5 separate regions of the Mus musculus genome follow, and all the other regions are linked to region 4. Evidence: chromatin contacts called from public HiChIP or PLAC-seq, capture Hi-C and promoter capture Hi-C data. All regions are on one chromosome and are shown on one strand. The core of a region is the stretch at or near the end of the contact, and the rest is flanking DNA. Distances in the headings are between cores, read along the strand shown.

What was found. Promoter capture Hi-C pulls out the DNA fragments that hold promoters and counts their contacts. HiChIP or PLAC-seq counts read pairs in DNA pulled down with a chosen protein or histone mark. Capture Hi-C pulls out chosen DNA fragments and counts their contacts.
Region 1: a contact with region 4 is called in a promoter capture Hi-C map of hematopoietic stem and progenitor cells, with 3 times the contacts expected there. The contact joins the enhancer-like site here to the promoter of Plekhh2 in region 4. A contact is called at or near these places in 4 of 39 promoter capture datasets (HPC-7-derived erythroid cells, hematopoietic stem and progenitor cells, liver and 1 more) and 1 of 115 datasets of contacts at active chromatin or transcription factors (pancreatic cancer cells).
Region 2: a contact with region 4 is called in an HNF4G HiChIP or PLAC-seq map of pancreatic cancer cells. The contact joins the enhancer-like site here to the promoter of Plekhh2 in region 4. A contact is called at or near these places in 5 of 39 promoter capture datasets (the 3T3-L1 cell line, the C10 cell line, cranial neural crest and 1 more), 2 of 115 datasets of contacts at active chromatin or transcription factors (large pre-B cells and pancreatic cancer cells) and 1 of 9 other capture datasets (macrophages).
Region 3: a promoter capture Hi-C map of neural stem cells shows a contact between it and region 4. The contact joins the promoter of C430042M11Rik here to the promoter of Plekhh2 in region 4. A contact is called at or near these places in 5 of 39 promoter capture datasets (the 3T3-L1 cell line, cranial neural crest, hippocampal neurons and 2 more), 1 of 484 Hi-C or Micro-C datasets (cortical neurons), 9 of 115 datasets of contacts at active chromatin or transcription factors (T-cell acute lymphoblastic leukemia, bone marrow-derived macrophages, cardiomyocytes and 6 more) and 1 of 9 other capture datasets (adipose tissue).
Region 5: a capture Hi-C map of macrophages shows a contact between it and region 4, with 3 times the contacts expected there. The contact joins the promoter of 1810073O08Rik here to the promoter of Plekhh2 in region 4. A contact is called at or near these places in 14 of 39 promoter capture datasets (the C10 cell line, the SN4741 cell line, cranial neural crest and 9 more), 1 of 484 Hi-C or Micro-C datasets (bone marrow-derived macrophages) and 2 of 9 other capture datasets (adipose tissue and macrophages).

What each region holds. Positions count from the first base shown.
Region 1 is chr17:83,579,851-83,582,550 of GRCm38.p6, reverse strand. It overlaps a transcript of Kcng3 not described here. Among named protein-coding and RNA genes, the nearest start is that of Gm34801, 13 kb to the right of the region's middle. Within about 2 kb of position 1,285, at least 21 of the 459 cell types and tissues checked have an H3K27ac peak or open chromatin away from gene starts, as enhancers often do. A contact at or near this core is called in hematopoietic stem and progenitor cells, where this site is marked.
Region 2 is chr17:83,978,048-83,980,806 of GRCm38.p6, reverse strand. No RefSeq gene overlaps it. Among named protein-coding and RNA genes, the nearest start is that of Gm35457, 15 kb to the right of the region's middle. Within about 2 kb of position 1,371, at least 64 of the 459 cell types and tissues checked have an H3K27ac peak or open chromatin away from gene starts, as enhancers often do. A contact at or near this core is called in pancreatic cancer cells, where this site is marked.
Region 3 is chr17:83,852,979-83,855,678 of GRCm38.p6, reverse strand. It overlaps C430042M11Rik (RIKEN cDNA C430042M11 gene), which reads left to right and starts at 1,261. Exons shown (of 2, transcript NR_155491.1): 1 at 1,261-1,463.
Region 4 is chr17:84,510,566-84,513,265 of GRCm38.p6, reverse strand. It overlaps Plekhh2 (pleckstrin homology domain containing, family H (with MyTH4 domain) member 2), which reads right to left and starts at 1,371. Exons shown (of 30, transcript NM_177606.4): 1 at 1,302-1,371.
Region 5 is chr17:83,916,605-83,919,304 of GRCm38.p6, reverse strand. It overlaps 1810073O08Rik (RIKEN cDNA 1810073O08 gene), which reads right to left and starts at 1,371. Exons shown (of 2, transcript NR_166916.2): 1 at 1,201-1,371.

The DNA.
Region 1 (2,700 bases), core at 36-2,535, 930 kb after region 4:
AGGTAGGTGACAGCTTAACATGGACACTTTTAGATTTCCTAGTTCTCTCAGGCATTTCCACGGAGCACTTTAACCCTTGTTTCTCCTTCTGGGGATTGAACCTAGGACCTCAAGTGCACTCTCTCTGAGCTATATTTCCCAGAAGTGCACTTTAGCTTTTGGCCTTTTGTGTAGGCTTAATGGGCAGTTTAGGGAATGGAATGTGATAATCTGCATTTATAGTGCCCTTTAGTTTATCGTGTTTTCGGGTTTTGTTTTTTTTTTTTTTTTTGCTTTTTTTGTTTTTTTTTTTTGAGACAGAGTCTTGCCTCTAACCCAGGCTGGCCTCAATTGTGTAGCAATGCTCCTGATGTTGGGATTTATAGACACACACCACCACACCAGTTCTTATGCCCAGATTTCATTTAGTAGCTCTGGTGGGTATTTAGAAATATCACCATGAATCCAACTGCATAACCCAAGTCAAAGAATAAGCAACATTTAGTGGGTAAAAGCCATGGAGAATGCTATTTGACATTCACCTCCAAGCAATGACTCCACGTCCTCACTTATGCCTGCTCCTTTAAAATCACCACTCCCCATAATGCTGCCATAAAGAGAGATTCCTTTTGTTAGGTTTCAATTACTGGTATTGTTTTCCATGGCTACAGTGCTGCCCATAACAGAATAGAGGCATTTGCAGAGCGTGAATGTCAAAGTGCTTATCTGTTTTGTAAGAAAGGAAATGTCTTGGAGTTTCTGTCTTTCTGGATGAAACTCCATGACCAGAAAGCAAGCTGGAGAGGGAAGGGTTCACTGGGCTTACACTTCCACAGCACTGTTTTTCATCGAAGGAAGAAAGGACAGGACAGGAACTCAAACTGGGGAGGAACCTGGAGGCAGGAGCTGATGCAGAGGCCATGGTGGGGTGCTGCTTACATAGATAGTTCAGCCTGCTTTCTTATAGAACCCAGGACCACCAGCCCAGGGATGGCGTCACCCACAATAGGCTGGGCCCTCCCCTCACCGATCACTAATTGAGAAAATGCCTTACAGCTGGATCTCATGGAGGCGTTTCATCATCTGAGGTTCCTTCCTCTCTGATGACTCGAGCTTGTGTCAAGTTGACAAAACCAGCCAGGACTGGAAACATAGTGACAGATTGATTTTTTTTTTATATATACTAATATACAATGACTTAGTAAATATACATTTTTGTTTATGCCTTGTCATTCCAGTGGGAGTCCACTTTCCTCCTGTATGAGCCAGTTGTCTGGATAATTTCACCTCCATTGGAAAGAGTAATAGCCCCAGTTTCAAATGCTGAATTCAGATCCAAGCCAAGTGTTTCTTTTATGGTTGTTGAAGTACATCCTTTCCAGTTATTTCTACAGTAGAAAGATACAGAAGGTAACAGCTTTCAGTAAGTTTACAAATCAGGAGATAAGTATCTTTTCAAGGGGCTCAGTGGTTAGAGCACCGTCGGCTCTTCCAGCCTAGCTGAATTCCTGTTAACTCTCACCGCTTCCGAAGGGTTTTTTGGGGGTTTTTCTCTGCTATTGCGGTCATGACATCCTCAGTGTGGTAATTTTATTTCTTTCTTTGCAATCTAGACATTTCCTGATTCTTTCTCTTGCCTAATTGTCTCTGTTGGGACTTCCAGTACAATGTCAAATATAAGTGGCTAGTGTGACATCCTCTTCTTACTCTGGGTCCCTAAGGGAAGTTTCCACTCTTTACCCTTGGTGTCATATTGGCATTGGAACCCTTCAGATTGGGGAATTTCCTTTGTATTCCTAGATAAATGGTGTTTTTATTGTGACAGGATATCAGCTCCTAACTGTTTTCATGAACAGATGGGAAGGCTTTATGGGGCAGTTGAGCTATGCCGCCTGTGTCAGGAAACATTTTGCTGATGAGTCCCTATGTCCCTTACAAGGTACAAATCAAGTGGAAAGACGTACAAGTGCTCACTAATGGCATTAAACAGCTCCACAATTGATATACATTGAATGCTTTCTGAGTCTATTAAGCTGACTCTCTTCATTAACTCAAGTTAATTTGAGTTTGTGTTCACTTGCCTAAGGATACAGAGACACTAGAACATAGATACAAGATGACTTGTTTCTATCAGCTGCTTCCTTTGAATACTTCTTTATTACCTGACCTTGGATTCTCAAAGATTCAGACAATTGAGATGCCTCTTGTCACCCTTGAAGTAGTGGTAGTGAGTCCCTCCCCCTTCCCATTCCCCTCCCCATCCCCCTCCCCCTTCCCCTCCCTCTCCTTCTCTCCTTCCTCCCTCCCTCTTTTCTCTATCTCTCTGCATGTTTTAGGGATGCCACCATAGCAAAGCTTGAACATTGAGCTTCCTGGTAGAACTAAAGCCTGTATCTATCCGTAATAGATTTCTACTTAGGAAACATGTTGCTGAGTTCTAAAGGAAGTGTCTCAAAAATGAGACTTAATAGTTAACCTGCCTTAGAAGAAAATTGAGCTAAATGCGTTCACAGGTATCTGGCTAATTTTTTTTCTTTAATTCTTTTAGTCGTGTGTTCACAGTAGGGGCCTTTGCTTAATGGGTGTTGTTACCATATGCAGCCATTCTATGCAATAATCCCAATACTCAAAAGACTAAGACAGGAGGATTCCAAATTTGAGAGCAGCCTGGTCTACATTGACAGTCTTTATCTCAAGCCATGAAGAGTGTAGCCACCGTTA
Region 2 (2,759 bases), core at 122-2,621, 530 kb after region 4:
GATGTAGTCTGGATGAGGCTGTCCCCTTACCTGAACATTGAAGAAACAGCATCGTTTGAGGCTGGGGACATGTTGGATGAAGGGGTTCTCGTGTATCCTTCAGTACCATGTCTGATCATAGCAGGTGCTCTAAGTAGGAGGCGGGCAATCAGAGGACAGGCTCTCAAGGAATTGCTGGGGAGAAGCTCTGATATCCACGGGGAGGGAAAAGCTTGCATGTTCTAGACACCCTATCCTTCTGAGCAGGAAGTAGAGAAATGTGACTGCATGACCCTATTAGTTCACATTTATGTTAGGACATTCTGGAAGTTTCCAAATGAAGCTGGGAAGGATGGGGCGGTCGTGAAACTTTGGAAACTATACTTCTGCATATAGTTCAGATTCACCACCCACAGGAGGGTATTGCCGGTCCCACACCCAAATTCTACATTACCATTGAAACCATGTGCTAAAATCTGCTCTGAGCATCACCTTTCTCCTCTAGATGAGGTGGTGGCACGTGCCCCAACTGCTCATGGATGCTGGCTGGGTAAGAGCTCTGAGAGGTGAGCATTTGTGTGCCCAGAGAAATAAAAAGAGGCTGGGAGGAGGAGGAAAGGGGTGGGGTGAGGAGGATGTGAGGGACAGAGGTGAAGAAGAGGGCAAGATGAGAGAGGGCATGGATGATGCAGACATCAAAGAAGAGGGTGTGGGGCAGCTTTCCAGACTTCTGTCTCCTGAAAGGGGCAGAATGGGAGGCTCACTGGGCCACTGACCTAGGACCTCAGACTTGGTCAAATCACTCATGTCAACTGGTTCCCAACCCCCTCGTCTCTTTCCCCAAATACCCTGGTCTAAAGCAAACCCTTGAGCCTGCCAAGCATTCTAAGGATGGGGTTGGAGTGCTTACAGGTGGGTGGGGCCTCAACTGTCACTTCTGACACCTATTTGGTGCTCTTAGGAACAAGGGGGTCCTAGCATGTGAGATGGAGGAAACACTTGGAAGACAAAGGCCCAGCAAAAGGCAGTGGGTAAACAGATAACACCAAGGAGGGAACAAGGGCCCCAGGATCAGGGAAAAGAGAGAGGACCTAGCTTGTGATTCTCTGTAATAATAATTCTGATGTAGATATTCGTTGCCACTCTTAAGAAGAAACCGAGGCTTAGAGTGTGGGTGAATCAGACGGCTACCTGGTATGACCCCACCTGACCACCACCCCATTCTGTCTCCTTCCTTGGCTCGGGACTGGCCCCCAGTCGGTACAGCCTGTTTCCAGCGGCTAAGTGGAAATGGCTGTGACTTAGCTCACAGCTCCCTGTTGCTGATGCTGGTGCTCACTGGTCATTGCTCCGGGCTGGGCTTCTACACTAATTAGATGCCTAGAGGCTGTGGGCAGACTGGGAGGGCTGGCCTTGGGAATCCCCCTGGACTCCACACCCCACAAACTCCAGAAGCTCACAGCTGAAAGAATGAAAGCGCTTTTCATGGAATTCCAACAGGAAAACCACAAGAACATTCCTGCTGCTGAGATCCAGCTGAGAGCTGGAAGCCATATGCCCTGCGGAGGAGGCTGGGCATCGAGTGGGAGAGGGGTTGGATGGAGGGCTCATCCCATTCCCCAGGGTGATCCAAAAAAAAATTCCCCGACCTCTGACCTCCCTGGAGTTTAGCCTCCTGATGGGGGCAGGTTGTTTCAGAGGCAGAAAGTACACTTCCCAGTCTTGCTGTCTGCTCACAGTTGGCTACCCTGTCCAGGGCACATTCCCTCTGGTTCCTCGTCTTTCAGTGGCAGCTGCTGCGTCTCCTGCTCCACCATTGGTCTTGCTAATAAGACAGTATGAGGACATGGAGCACAGGAAAGACTCACTCTTGAGGCTATAGGGATGGGCTCAGTGGGTAAAATGGCTTCTGTACACATGTGAGGGTCTGCATTTGGATCCCAGTGCCCACAAAAGATGCCAAGTCCGTGATCCCCACAGTAGGGAGGCAAAGGTTGGCAATTCCTGGGGCTTGCTGGCCAGCCAGTCTACAGTCTAACTGGATTGGTGAGCTCCAGCTTCAGTGACAGATGTTGCCTGCCTCAAATATATATATACACACATATGTATATATATACACACACATATATATCCATATATATATACACACATATATATCCATATATAACCATATATAAACCACATATATAAAAAACCATATATATAACCATATATATATAAAACCATATATATATATAACCATATATATATAGTAGAGAGTGATTGAGGAAGGCAGGCAAATATCTTATGCTGATCTCCGGCCCTTACACGCCCATGCATATACACACAGATGTGCTCATGCTCACTGCACACAAGCTTATGAGTGTGCATGCCCAGAAGGCCATACTCCGGAACTTAGTTGCCTCTCCAAACAGATGTCTTCAGCAGTCGTGACTGGAGACATATACCACACATCTGTATCCTGGGCTCTCGTGATGTGCCTGCTCTCTGGCTGAAGGGTGAGCACAGCCCAGTTAGAGGAGCCCAGAGGCCTCCACCAGGAAGCACCGTGACAGTATGAAGGTGCTGAAAGGGAAACGTCGTCGAGCTGCCCGCACGAGCAAGCCATGGTTCAGCGCTAGCAAGCTGGTGAGAAGTTTCTAAAAATATTGGTAAAGCCAGCTGTGGAGGGGACATTCACCTCAGAATCAGCAAATGTCACCCAATACAATAGCTGAGAAGAGGGCCCGCTTTCCTCTGCTGGACGAGCGGCTCTTGCTTTCTGTCTGTGAATGTTCTCA
Region 3 (2,700 bases), core at 12-2,511, 660 kb after region 4:
AGATAGATAGATAGATAGATAGATAGATAGATAGATAAATCGATCGATAGATAGTGTCCCCTATCACTCTTGACAGGATGTTTCTGGTCTATACTATTGCTTTGCTTTGAAATAAAACTCCTTTGCTTCTTTGCAATTTGTTTCTGCCTTTATTTTAGTTTTCTTGAATAAAAGTCTGGGAACCTGGAAACACCAGATCCAAGCAACGTCTGCTGGTTACTACTGGTTTTGTCCCAGTAATGGGTGCAAGTATGGACATTTGAGCCTCTCGTGGCCAGCACACACATCTGGTTCTCCCTTCATGGCAGTTTGATCTCCCAGAAACATGGGGAGAATTGCCTAAGTCTTTTGAGGTTTGGTCTTTTGCTGTGTATTGTAGGGCTAAGTGCAAGCCCCTAAGACCTGGTTCCCTGAGAGAAAGTCTGAGTGTAGACCCAGTGACTTTGCACCCAAGTTATTTCTCATTGGTAAATAAAGATGCTGACAACCAATAGTTGGACAGAAGAGACATAGGTGGGGTTTAGGATTCCAGGACTGGGGGTCTGAGGAAAACCATGAGGGAGAAGAAGGTGAAGGAGGGAGAGAGAAGCCATGGGTTCTCGAGGGAGAACCTGAGGGCTGACCAATTGGAGTTAAGAGCAGCATAGATGAAACATAGTAAATAATAACTTGGGGTTATTGATAGGAAGGTAGATTCTAATAGCATAGAGGGTAGGTATCTGCCCAGCTCTTGTGCTGATTAAGGCTTATTGTAAATATAAAGGTTGTGTGTCTTTTATCCAGGAACTGAATGATCAAGGTGATAGAGAAACCCCAGATTGGGATTAAAAAATTTCAACAACATATGTCTGGTAGGAAGAATGGAAGGATGCTGCTAACATGACTCAACCCGCTCTGCAGCCCCCACAGCAGAGCAAGCAAGCACCTGCAGCACTGGAGACAGGGCGTGGTCCTAAGGAAACGCTACGTGTAACCAGCTGTCCTCAGCCACCAGGAATAGGACGTGTGTTAGTCACTTTTCTCCTCGCTGTCACACAAAACCTGACATGAGCAACATTCAGGCTGGGTCTCCTCAGTTACACCTCCTGCAAATATCCTTTAGCTACTGTGGTGGTCTGAATGAAGATGGCCCACATAGGCCCATACGGAGTGCCACTAAAGAGGTGTGGCCTTGTTGGAGTGGGTGTGGCTTTGCTGGAGGATGCGCGTCACTAGGGGGCGGGTCTGAGGAGCTCAAGCTGGGGCTTAGTGGCTCAAGGTCTCTTCCTGATGCCTTCGGATCTGGATATAGAATGCTCTCCTCCTCTCAAGCACCAGGTCTGCCTACACACGGCTGTGCTTCCCACCATGATGATAATGAACTAAACCCCTGAAACTAAGCCAGCCCAGAGTATGTTTTCCATCATGAGAGCTGCCATGGTCATGGGGTCTCTTCACAGCAAGAGAACCCCTGACTCAGACAGGTATCTTGTTATATGAGCCTTTAACTTTCCCCTTAGCTGAACGGGTTTTCTTTGCTTGTTTTTCTGTCTTGTTTCATTTTTATATTCCTAAGATTTATTTAGTTATGAGCGTTTGCTTGCATGTATGTTTTGTTCACTGTGTGTGTGTATGTGGTGCCATTAAAAGCCAGAAGAGGGCATCAGATCCACTGGAACTGGAGGTACAGGCAATTGTGAGCTGCCATGTGGATACTGGGAACCAAACCTTGGCCCTCTACAAGAGTAGCAAGTGCTCTCAGTGGCTGAGCCATCTCTCTAGACGTGTGTCTTTGAATTGTTTAAATTACACTTTTATTTAGTGGGGGGAGGGGTGTACTTGCTTGTCACCTAGCATATAAATCCTCAGCATCCCATAAGCTCCCGGTTAATTGGAGTCTCCGTTACTTGCAGGTGTGAGGAGGATCTTGATAGGTTAGAGAAGAAGAAACCTATGTCTTCTACCTGAACTCTTTAAAAAAAAAAAAAAAGACAAGACCCAAGGCTGAGGAGATGGCTCAGTGGTTAGGAACACTGGCTGCTCTTCCAGTTTCAATTCCCAGCACCCACATGGCAGCTCGAAACAGTCTGTAATTCCAGGGGATCTGACACCCTCATATGGACATACATGTAGGCAAAACACCAACGAACATAAGATAAATAAGTCTTTAAAAAAAATACAGCTCTGACAACACCTGGATTTTCACCTTCGAGCCCCATTCAGGCTTCAAAACTAAAGATGATAGATTGGTGTATGTGGCAGGACATCGGGTTGCTTTGTCTTGTCTTGTCTCTCGGGACTGGGGATTAAATCAAAGGCATTATGAATAATAGCCAAGTGTTCTATCTCTGAGCTATATCCCCTGCCTTTTTGTTTTGTTTTGTTTTGTTTTTTGTTTTTTGAGACAGGGTTTCTCTGTGTAGCCCTGGCTGTCCTGGAACTCACTCTGTAGACCAGGCTGGCCTCAAACTCAGAAATCCGCCTGCCTCTGCCTCCCAAGTGCTAGGATTAAAGGCATCCCCTGCCATTTTAAATAAAAAATATATACATTTATCTAATTTGGTTTTTTATTTTTGCCCCACGGAGTGAGTTTGGAGGTGAGATGACGATTGTGAGGAATCAGCTCTCTCTTTCCATCACTGCGGATCCCAGGGAAGGACGTTAGGTCGTCAGCTCAGTGACAAGCGTCTGTACCTCTAATCCATCTCGACCCTGCCCTTT
Region 4 (2,700 bases), core at 122-2,621:
GGTTTTGTGATAGCTCAAGGTCCAGACAAGAGGCGTCCTGGGTCCCTCTGTAATTCTGTATCTAGGTAGAAGGCAGCTGTAACCCAGCAGAGCTCCACCTTGGCTGGCTAAGAATGGGAATTCTCAACACTTTCAACGTCCCTAGTGACAGGACTGTATGGCTTCCACTTCTAAAAATGTCCTCTCTAAGTTTTGAACTCTAAGGGGATCTACCTTCTCTGCAGGGGGCAGACAAAAACTGAGGTTTTCCAAAGACTTCCAGTGACTTCGGAAATATTTACTGGCACAAAATAAACTGTTTATAGTTGTGGAGTGAACGCTCTTTTCTCTGAATCTCTGACTTCCTGTTTCTTTTCCAGCTCCTAAAAGGGGGTGGGAGAGGTTTGAAAAGACTAAAGTCCTGGGAAGGGAGGAAGGGAGAGAGGGAAAGAGCGAGGGAGGGAAGAAGGAAAGTTACTACCTAGACTCACACTGATGGAATTTAGATAATCCCCTAAAGCCTATATATTCTTTAGAACAGTTGGGTTGTAGGTTATGTCCTGCCTACCCCCAATGCAGAAAAGATGTCTTTAACTAGGCTGAAGCATGCTTGTTCAAAGAACCTTAGCACCTAGCCCTACTTGGGGCATGCCTGCCCTTCAGCGGCACTGCCCAGAACAGCCTTCTCCTCCACACTCCTCCTGGACACACACACACAGCCTATGAGGTCCAGGCTTGCAAAGACTGGAACTTTCACAAAGAAGCCAGTGACCCTCAGGTAGCCGGGCTAGAGGAGAGTTTTTGCAAGGCAGGGTGCCTCAACTCCTCCGGGGACAGATTCGTTTCGGGGTATGTCACCTTAGGGCGCTCTGGCGTCGGGCGGTCGGGCAAGCAGAGGTGTTAAAAATGAAAAGCTGGAGAACTGTGGTCCCGGGGTCCCCTCAAAGCACGGCTCATCAGAAGCGCAGGCCGAACTGTTGCATCGCCGATGGGACCCAAGGCGCGCGGGGACGCGGGGCTGCCCCGCAGCTCCCCTACCCGACGACCCCCAGCGGTACCACAAGCCAGGGGCCCTGCTTTTCTAACAGAACGTCACAGGAGCCCGAGGAACGTAGAGCCGTCCCCAGCCAGCTCCTGCGGGCGACCCGGGACCCGGCCGAGCCAGGGCGCGAGGCGTCCTGCGCTGCATCCCTGTCCCACTCCGCCGACCCCGCCGACCCCTTCCTCGCCGGCAACCCAGGACGCCCTGGTTCCCGGGGTAAGGAACCCGGGAGGCTCGGTCCCCGAGGACGCTGGACCCCGCGCTCTGCCCACCTGCCTACCTCTGCGGCGGCGCCTGATGTTCCGGCTCGCCAGTCACCCGGCTCCGCCGGCTTCCCCGGCTCTCAGCCCGCGCCGACCGCACTCGGAGCTCCGAGCGGCCGGGACAGCGCCGCCTCCTGCGGGATTGGCGGCCGGAGTAGCTAATCGGAAGACGCAGCCGACCACCTGGCGTCACTGGAGGAGGTGTTTATAACTCTAGCTCCTCCCGGTGCCCCTCGGAGTAAAGAGCCCTGACCCAAGAGGTATTCCCACTGCCTTCCCCACACCTAGATTTTAAGGCCTGATGAAGCACTTAGTCACCTCTTTTCCATTCCTTTTGCCTCGATTGGACCTATGGACCATCCTGTTGCATTGTCTCTAGGCGTGAACTCTCTCCTCTGGCCAGTCTGTCTTTCTACATTAACTAGTGTAAGTGTGCACTTTGCCAAGGCCTTTATTGTCTTCCAGGTTGGGTTTAAATGGCCAAGAACGGATTCCGTGTGTAGCCTGAAAAACCTCCCTCGTAGTTGTGCAAGTTTAGTTTTTACAGCTGCTGCTCACACCTCGGGTGACTGTGGTCTGAGGTCTGAGGAATCCAGCTGGGAGCATTGACATGCTGTTTCCTTCCCACCTTTAAAAGTTCTATCTCTCCTCTCAGCCCAGTGAGTCTCCAGACTGCCCCACATAGTGGAAACCTCTGCTCCCGTTTTTTGCCCTCAGAACGTCCGGTTTTTTGCCTCTCTTGGAGTGAGTGCACACGTTTGCCTGACCTACTATTGCCACTGTAGGCCAGCAAGCATTTCAAAGGGAGGAGCTGTTATGTTCTTTTGCAAATCGCACAAAAGCATATTGCGTGAGCACATGAATGATAAATCTGGTTGGATTTCACATCCCAAGCAGGGGCCTAAAGAGGCCAGTCTTGGGAGTTGTTAAGGGACCAGAGAGAGGGGAGAGGGAGGAGAGGGGAGGGAAGGGGAGGGAAGGGGAGGGGAGTGGGAGGAGAGGGACAAATTCTGGATGTTAGAGGTAATCCTTCCCCAGGTCATCAAACTAGGTCAGACAAATTGCTCTCTTTGATACACAGTTCACTAATAGAAGGCATCAGAAGGCTTTTCCCACTTCAGTCTTTTTACAAAAGAAAAAGCCAACCTTATATATATATATAAAAAATACTAAAGTGATAAATTTTGCAAAGTTCCTTAGAGGGAAAGCCCTAAGTGAAAACAAATAAGGCCAGCAAGCAAGCACCAGGCGTCCATGTTTCTTCCAGATGAGCACTAATTTTGGACTGGATCCCAGACAACCCCCACACATCAAATTCTTTCTGCCTTCTGTGGGAGCTGATGATGCATAGCATATGAAAAATTGTCTCCAAACAGCCTTGGCAAACAAGCAGGCTGGACTGGGCTCATTTTACAG
Region 5 (2,700 bases), core at 122-2,621, 590 kb after region 4:
ACATATATGCATATACATATATTTCTAAAGTGTGTATATACACATATATATGTGCACACATGCACATGCGTAGAGGACTGTTTTCAGGATCTGGTTCTCTCCTTCCACCATATGGGTCCTAGGGATTGAACCCGGGTCACCAGGCTCAGTGATATCTCCCTGAACTATGATATATTCTAAGAAACAAAAATCATGAACCAGACAGTAGAAAAAGATGTTCGGTTAGCCTCCAGGAACTCTATATTCACAGCTGTTATGGCCTGAACCCAGACCGTGCCAACTCCGCATGGTACCGTCTAGCAGACTGGAGTGAGGTCTAACCTCAACTTGCACCCAGGATGAATGAGAACAGTGGGAGGGGCATGGGGGTGAAGTTCCTGCCCTGGGTCTTCGGCTGCCTAAGGTCTTGTTTTGCTTCTTTGAGGAGACCTGCTCCTCCCTCCCTCAGCCTTAGTGTCTCTGTTCCAGGGCAGTACCAATTCTAAGACCTTGATTAATTCTTAAGGAATATTCCAAAACTATCATCTAAGAGTCAAGACCCTGGGTTCAAGATCTGGGATGACTGGAGTATCAAGTTAGGAAGACTGGCCAGAGCAGATCAGCTCCAGAATAATAGAGCTATGAGCCCCAGACCAGCCAAAGCTGACGGCACTGAGCAGGACTTCACTGGTCTTCCGCTCAGGAAAACCCCATTCTGCCCTTAGCCAGCAGGAGAAAGAAAACAGGAAACACATGTTCTTAAAGGGACGCTGTGCACCTAGACTCAAGATGCCCTCCAGGGAGTCTGTGCCCTACATGGGGGCTTCTTACCCAGCCTGGGGAACCTGCCCTGATCGGCCCTTGAAGAAGAGAAACATTTGTCAAACTTATACAAAAAACACCAAAACTGTAGGCAGGATATTTGTAGTCTTACTAATTCCTGTGCAACCTTGAGCAAGGGGGCTCAGCCTCTCTGGGCCTGTGTTCTCTCTCTCTCTCTCTCTCTCTCTCTCTCTCTCTCTCTTTTCTCTGCTTCACACACCTCACTGGCTTTGCAACTATAAAGTATCACACACATAAAAACAAGTAGGAATGCCAGCGAGTCTTCCCATGCTCCCCACCGCTCCCCGTGCTCCCCTCCATTCCCCGTGCTCCCCACCCCTTCCTGCAAGTTCTAAGTTCCAGGATGCCTCCTCCAATTGCCCCAGAGGAGTGACTCACCCATGATGGCCCCTCTGGCATTCATCCTTTGCTTCTTCTCCTGTCAGGAGCTTGGCATCCTTCTCATCAGGTGTCTGGTCATCCTGTCATAAACTCAGAAACACCTTGAGGTCTGGCAGCCTGGCTACTCTTCATGTCCCTCCTTTTGGCAGCAGGTGTGTAAGAAGCCCTGGCTAGAGGTACAAGGCCTGGGTGAGAGAAAGCACGTTGTGACGTGCCTGAGCTCCACCCACATCTCTTCCTTTGATCCAGTTCTGACTGATGGGGACTTTTGGACTTGACCATCACAGTTGCTGGGCCCAGGTCACCGAGCCCAGAGGAGAGCAACCTGAAGTGGACTCTAGGGTCTCTTAGAGGAGACTTGGGAGGCACTCAGAATGCCTGAAGTTTTAAGAGGATAATGTGTGTACCAGCTCGTTGAGGGTGTCCACCTGTGCCCTCCATTTCCCCTCAGGAACATCCATGGTTTTTCCTTTTAAAACCGGGCCTGGGACCAATAACCTACCAAGCATCTTAAAGAAGGGCTAAGAATGGCTGGGCAGTGGCGGTGCATGCCTTTAATGTCAGCACTCAGGCAGAGACAGGGGCAGGGGCAGGGGCAGGGACAGGGGCAGGGGCAGAGGCAGAGGCAGGTGGGTCTCTTTGAGTTTGAGAGCAGCCTCATCTATAGAACATGTTCCAGGAGAGCCAGGGCTACACAGAGAAACTCTGTCTCAAGCAAACAAACAAACACAAACGAGGAGAGCTAAAAGGCCTCCTGAGGAGGGAGCATCCTGGGCTATGGGCTCAGCTCTATGAGCAGAGCAGAGCAGCTAAAAGCATGGAGATGGGTGGGTGTGAGCCTGGTCCTCACCGTGAGAACAAAATCTAAGCGGTAGATGGTAGCACCCAGGCCGAGGAGACAAGATGAGCTTGCGCCTCCTGTCTCTCTCTCTCCTGTGTGCCTGCTGACTGCAGAGGACTCTGAGCCATCCCATAAGGAGAGCAGAGTCATTGAGAGTCTGGGCCCCTGAGGCAGCACACAGACAGCCTCCTCCCAGCCAGGAGCCCACCCCAGGCGGTTCAGTCAGGGAAATGTGAGGATCTGTTTGTTTTACCAGCAAACATTACAGTGAGGCGAGTACTTAATGGGGGCAAGACTGCAGGAAAAACGGCCCGACGCTTCTAGTATCTTCTGGCCCACCTCCAACGTGGGCTTTGGAGTGTGGTCAGGTTCCCTCACTCAACCCTGATGTCATAAGTGTGCTATGTCAGAAACACAGATGAATGCGTTGGAGTCCTTTCACGATGTCAGCATGTGTTGAGTAACAAGAAATCTACAAGGTACAGCTGCTCCACTGGCAGAATGTCAGCAAGTAGCCTCGCTTGCCTTGATAGCTCTGGCCAAGGCAAACACCGTTTCTTTTTATTATAATCTTAACTGCTAATATTAACTCTCAGATCATACATCATGCAAACACATGGACACACAGAGAGAGAGAGCTTTAAAAAAGCAAAACA